Regions from separate parts of the Zea mays genome. Here region 2 is linked to region 1. A link is a contact called in public Hi-C data. All regions are on one chromosome and are shown on one strand. Each heading gives the region's core, a stretch centred on a gene start, on an enhancer-like site or on the middle of the called end of the contact. The rest is flanking DNA. Distances are from core to core; before and after follow the strand shown.

Evidence for each region. A called contact is a pair of places that touch in the nucleus more often than the background predicts.
Region 2: a contact with region 1 is called in a Hi-C map of leaf, with 7 times the contacts expected there. The contact joins the promoter of LOC100282903 here to the promoter of LOC103653436 in region 1. A contact is called at or near these places in 3 of 25 Hi-C or Micro-C datasets (ear, leaf and tassel).

The regions. Positions count from the first base shown.
Region 1 is chr4:80,894,752-80,897,880 of Zm-B73-REFERENCE-NAM-5.0, reverse strand. It overlaps LOC103653436 (RNA-binding protein 25), which reads left to right and starts at 1,867. Exons shown (of 7, transcript XM_008680338.3): 1 at 1,867-2,498. The coding sequence starts at 2,042.
Region 2 is chr4:81,282,497-81,285,387 of Zm-B73-REFERENCE-NAM-5.0, reverse strand. It overlaps LOC100282903 (dnaJ domain containing protein), which reads left to right and starts at 1,468. Exons shown (of 5, transcript NM_001155809.2): 1 at 1,468-1,815; 2 at 1,919-2,019. The coding sequence starts at 1,739.

The DNA.
Region 1 (3,129 bases), core at 618-3,117:
TTGTTTCCCCCCTGTTCTGGCCCACCGGCCAGCTGCTCGTACGTTTCGTTTGGTTTTTCTGACGAGGGTGACGACGATGCACGTAGTTTCAGTAACTATGCGCCAGCAGCCACAAGTTGGAACAAGACCTGCTGCGTTTACTACTGTACTCATAACCTCACATCAGCCTATAAACTGCACATAATCAGATTAACAAAACGAATTTATTGATGGTTCTTGTCATCTCTGCTTTGGGCTCGCCGCATGGTGGCCAGAATGTTTAAGATTTTTTTCTAACTACATGTGACTGGTGCTTTGTGCTACAGCAAATCAGTTAATTTTATTTTATTTTTTCACATGATTCACTGCTACTAACATGGTTTTATTTTATTTTTTCCTGCAAAAATAGCTGTAGATGGGTCAAAGGAAATTATAACGTTCGAAATGCATATGACATCTTGCCCTCAGACAACACCGTAATCCATTTCAAGATCCAAATCATAAATGAGAACTTATTAAAATTGATGAACAAGTGACGGTATGAAAATGTATGTCTATTCCCGTATATTGTACTAAAAACTTTGAAGAATTACGTCTGGGGGTAAATTATATCTACTAAATGCAACTATATACGCACAGCTACTTTCTACTCATTATATGTATCATGATGTAGGTGCATATCACGTAGCAAAAAGAGATGAATGATGCTCCCTATCCTTCGGTAAAAACATTGCTTTTATACACGGTTCTTTATTTGTTCCTACATGTACCAGTGTTTCTATTATATAGTGACCTGTTGATGCACTCTCCTTAATCAGATTTGGGTTTAAATTTTGTCGTCTATTATATATATCGTTGCAACGCATATGTTAACTATCACAAAATTTATGTATGGCTAGGATTATAAATGAATTATAAAACATTTTCTTCTAACAATATAACACATATTTATTGTGATATTATATACCTGTTGCAACGCACAGACATCATCTAGTAAACTACTATGAATGAATGAAGGGTGCCCGTAAGACTGTCTCCAGCAACGTCCCCTAAATTTCGTCCTCTAAAGGAATATTCTCTGTCCTTTACAGCACTCTCTAAAATTTTTTGTCCTCTATATCTTCTCAATCTCCAACAACGTTCCCTAAATTTGGTCCTCTAAAGCTACAGTAGACTTTCTTTTCTCCATTTCTTTAGTTTTTATTTGTTTTTTTCACCTTTTTATTATAAAAAATTTAACACCTTAATTTATGAAAGAAAAACCTTGTCAAAAAAATTTATAGCCAAATTACTCATCTTTCAATAGTAGCATTAACAAATTATTGGAAATTTATGTATATATTTGTTCGTTGCCACGTTCGTGTGTGCCAAAATCCTTAATTCAAATATTTAAAATAATTACTTTTAAAGATATAAATTACCAAACAGTGTAGATATGCGTACGGTCGTCCAAAGAAATGATAATCAAAGTCTGGAGGAAGCAACATGGGCCGATCGTCCACAGCAAAGAAATATTAAACAAAGCCGAAGAAGAATCACACAGCGTATAGAGAACGACCGCTCCTGCGCTACATCTAGGGTGTGTTTGGTTGCAATAATAGGACGGGGTGGGATGAGACGATCCCTCAAATAAGGTTGTTTGGTTCAGGGTAAAGGGTTGGGACAAGATTATCCCAGTGTTGTCCCTATTTATCTCTCAAAATTAGAGGGACGAAAGAGGACGTGAAGGAACGTCCCTGTCCTGATTGTCCCGCAACCAAACACACCCCTAGCGGACGGCGAGCACCCGGTAAGTTTTAGCGGACCTTTTAGCGGATGTTGTTGGGCGGAGACAGGACGAAAGAAAACGCTATATGTAGGGGACAGAATAATTTACAGGATATTGTTGGAGACAGCCTAATTCACGAGCGGGGCCAAGGCCCAACAGCGCATCCAGAGCCTCTCCATCCGGCTCGGAACAGTCGATCCACCAGCCAATCTTTGATCACCCAACCGGTCTCCTCGTGCTCTAACTCGAACCCAAACCAAACCACCGTCTCCTTGGCGGCTCCGCCCTACCACCATGGCTGCCGTCGCGCCTCCGCCCGACAACATGGACCCGCCGCCGGCCACTCCCCCAGCCGCCACTCCTGCCGCGACGCTAACCCCGCCTCCCGCCGCCACCTCCACCCCGCCAAACCCCGCGACGCCCGGCCCCGCGGCGCCTAGTCCAAACCCTAACCTGCCCCCCGCCCCCGCTTCCGCGCCTCCGGCGGCATTTGCGCCACCGATGCCCCCAGCTCCGGTCTCTTTCGCCGCTACCTTCCGCCCGCTCGGTGCTCCTGCGCCACCGCCGCCGCACCAGGTCCCGCAGTACGGCGCGTTGCCGCCGAACCCGGGCTACCCGATGCCGCCGCCGATGCAGCCGCCGGGCGTCCCCGTCGTCATGCCTCCGGGCTCCGTTCGGCCGCCGGTCATGTACGGACCGCCCCAGCCGGGAGCATACATGCCGCAGCAGGGCGCTGCGGTCCCCCATCCTGGTGGGTCCCTGATGTCCAACTCCGTTAACCTCTGCGACACCGCGACTTGGTACTAGTTAGTTCGTTAACGATGACGAAACTATGCCTCGCTCACTATTTTATATCCGGTGTTATTTCTCAAGTCTGAACCTTCAAGGTGTGCCATGAGCTGCGATGTTGAGGATCTCTTTGTGGGGTTCGGGAGAATTGAGAGGAATTGTGCAGTGGACATGGGGAGGGTGTTGGTTAGCGTTTAGACTTTAGAAGTGTGGTGCTAGTGCTTTAGAGTTAGAGAAACTGGGATCCGCTCGCTTGATAACGATGTCCGGATATTTCTCTGCTACAGCGGTGGTCGTGCCAGCCATTACTCCCCACAGCGAGAGGTGCCGGCTCATGTTTGATTCTGCAGCTCTAACTGAAGCTGTAGATCATTTGCTCCCTCACTGAGTGTGGTATGCCGAATGTTTGAATTTGAACTGGTTTTGTTTACATTGTCTAATTGATTTACATGCTTTAGCTCGTCTCACTGCTTAATTAGGCTCAGTTTCATTATGCACTTAGATGCTTCAGCTCTGGGTTGTCCCGAAAACTTGCTAAGGTATCATGATTTTCTGCCGTTTAATTTCATATGCCGGCCATATCCTTTTGTTAT
Region 2 (2,891 bases), core at 219-2,718, 390 kb before region 1:
GACGGCTTACAACAATACCCACGTAAACTATACATCAAAAAAAAATTCAAGATTTTTTATTGATTGTCTCCGCTCTCTGTATAATATATTTTTTGATTTGGCTAAGTGATGTCATTGTTTACTCCATACAAATATGTCTTGGTACAACACGGCCAATGAAGTGAGCGATTATAAGAGAGTTCACAACGATTGACTGAATGAACAGAGATTATAAAATGACATAATTCTATCATACATAGACCAAATAAGAGAAAGTTTGTGAGATCAAGTTTCTAAAATAAGTCCCATAAAGTCAAACTTATAAAAAAGATAGATCAAAATATGGAGTGATTGCTAAAGTCAGGCATCAATAAAAACTGGATGTGCTCCGTATAAATTATGCTACTTTATAGCAATTACTAACGTTTAAAACCAACAAATAAACTTTCATTTTGTTGTTAGTGTGACAAATCATTGATGCTTCATCCAATTCAGCAACCTCAAACATCATGTAGTCCATTGCGCCAATGTGGTCTCATAAACGACCTAATGCTTGCAAGAGCCAAGAACGTCGTGTCGTGCTTGGGCTGTAGTCTCGGCCCGTAGTGCTGGCCGGGCCCGACACGATTATTTTTTTATTTTACAAAAAAAATGTATATACCTATATACAATTTATATTCAATATTAAAAACATCTTAGTGTGATGTTCTACTGGTTAGACAGTTTCACTCAGTGTCTCCTGCTCTTCTTCCATCAGGGCATGGGTTCAACCCCACCTCCTGCACCGTTTTTTTGACATTTTACGCTGATTTAATTAAATGGATCGACGGGTTAACAGGCTGACCCGACACAGTTAGCAGGCCGGCATGACGTGCCTGTGCCATAGTTGTGGCCCGCGTGCATCTAGCCCGTATCGGGCGTCGTTACGCTGGTTTAATTAAATGGATCGATGGGCTAACGAGCTGGCCCGACACAGTTAGTAGGCCGACATGACGTGGCTGTGTCATAGTTGGGCTCGTGTGCATGTAGCCCGTATCGGACGTTGTTTGGCATCTATAGACGTGCAGCGGATTAATTTGAAATAGATGTGAGAGGTTATTTGTAAAAAAATGACGCATGACGTCCGTTGAAACTGATGCTTTAAATATAGTATAGATTATAGATTATAGATTATAGATATAGATTATAAACTACTTGAAAGATCTTTTCGTTTTTAAGTTGGCGGTACGGTATGCATATCTAGCGCACGTTCAAGTTATTCAATTTGTAGACTATTTAAGGCCTGCCTTAGTGGGCCAGATCAGGGCTCATTCTCATGTGTCGGTCCTCAATTTAGTCCATTTAAAATTAGGGAAATTTGGATCCATACCATTAAAAGATCACCACTTTGGATCCATACCATTACTATCTCACTTACATGTGGGTCCACATGAGTCAATGACATATGAGGTCCATGGTATATATCTAAAGTTTGGATCTTTTAATTGTATAGATCCAATTGTTCCTTAAAATTACGACTCGCACCCACGGACCCACCAACCACGCCGCCGCCGGCCGGCCACCTTTCTCCATTCTCCGTCAATCGTCATCCTATCCGATCCCCAACTAGGCAACTACTCCGTCTCACGCCTCTCCTGTCCCCTCTCGCCGCTCTCGCCCCGCCTCTGCCTCCGCCTCCGCCTCCTCCATCGCACCCAGCTTTCCTCCCCACCCCACCGCCACTCCTACCCCGCCACGTCGTGTAGTCGCGGCGGCGGATATGCAAGCCGCCGCCGCCTTCAACCAGGCAGCCTTCACCGTCCGCTCGCTGCATCGCCCCCCGAGGCCCCTCCATCTGTACGCTCGGCTCATTTCCATCCTATTGACGTGTTAGCTAGCCAGTTGTTAGTTTTCGCCTCCACGTGCTGATTAGTTCAAGCGTCGTGGGTGAATTTTGCAGAGCTGTTGCGGAGGATGCTTTTGCGGGGATAAGAGGCGCGCCCCTTACACGGCCCCGGTGCTGCGGGAGCCTCTCTGTCGGCGTCGGCAGCTACGACAGCGGTAAGGACGGAGAAACCGTAGACCCAGTTAATGTCGTAGCTGCTACCTTGCTTATCTAGGAAGCTAAACTCGGGAGGCATTAGCATTACAAGTATGTTTTAGTTTATCTGGTTCAGAATAAATAAAAACAATTGAACATTATCCTAAAGGAAAGAGAGATACTGATAGAGAAGGTTTTGATTTGTGTACAAGGGGGTGTTTGTTTGGGATTATAATCCACCTAGATTATATAATCCAACAATTTTTGAACTAACTTTTAGTTCAAAAGTTGTTAGATTATATAATCTGGATAGATTATAATCTCAAACAAACACCCCCTAAGTGTATAACCTCCTGTTACCAAATAAGCTTCTTTCAGCCTAAAAGATGCTCAGTAGTTTTCCGAAGGCAATCTATGTGAATAATTTATCATGCCACCTTTTTGTTGACCGTAAAAACCTCCACATAGTCTGCAAAAATCATTTCTTCTGGTCAACTCTGTTGTTCTGTGAGATAAGAGAAATGTCGAGACACAATTTGGCCTGTGATATCCACAAATGTTACCTCCTTGGGAAACCATTAGTCACCTGTGTCCCAGCCCTATTTGCGACCCCCCCCCCCCCCCCTTTTTTTATTTGGTGAATCTAGGATATGGTTACTGGCTGATAAGAACTGTTCCCCTCTGGACTCATTGTCCTGATAAGATGAAGCAAGATGAAATCTAGGTACAGAACCTACTTTTCACTTTTTTTTTATAATGAAACTTACTTTTCATATTGTGAGGCTGGGGTTTGACCTGTCTTTGTTTATTGAGGCTCTGCAGAAATCTAGGTACAGAACCTACTTTGCCATTCTTTTGGTCTGCAACTGTTTCTAGGGCCAAAGCGTGTTAA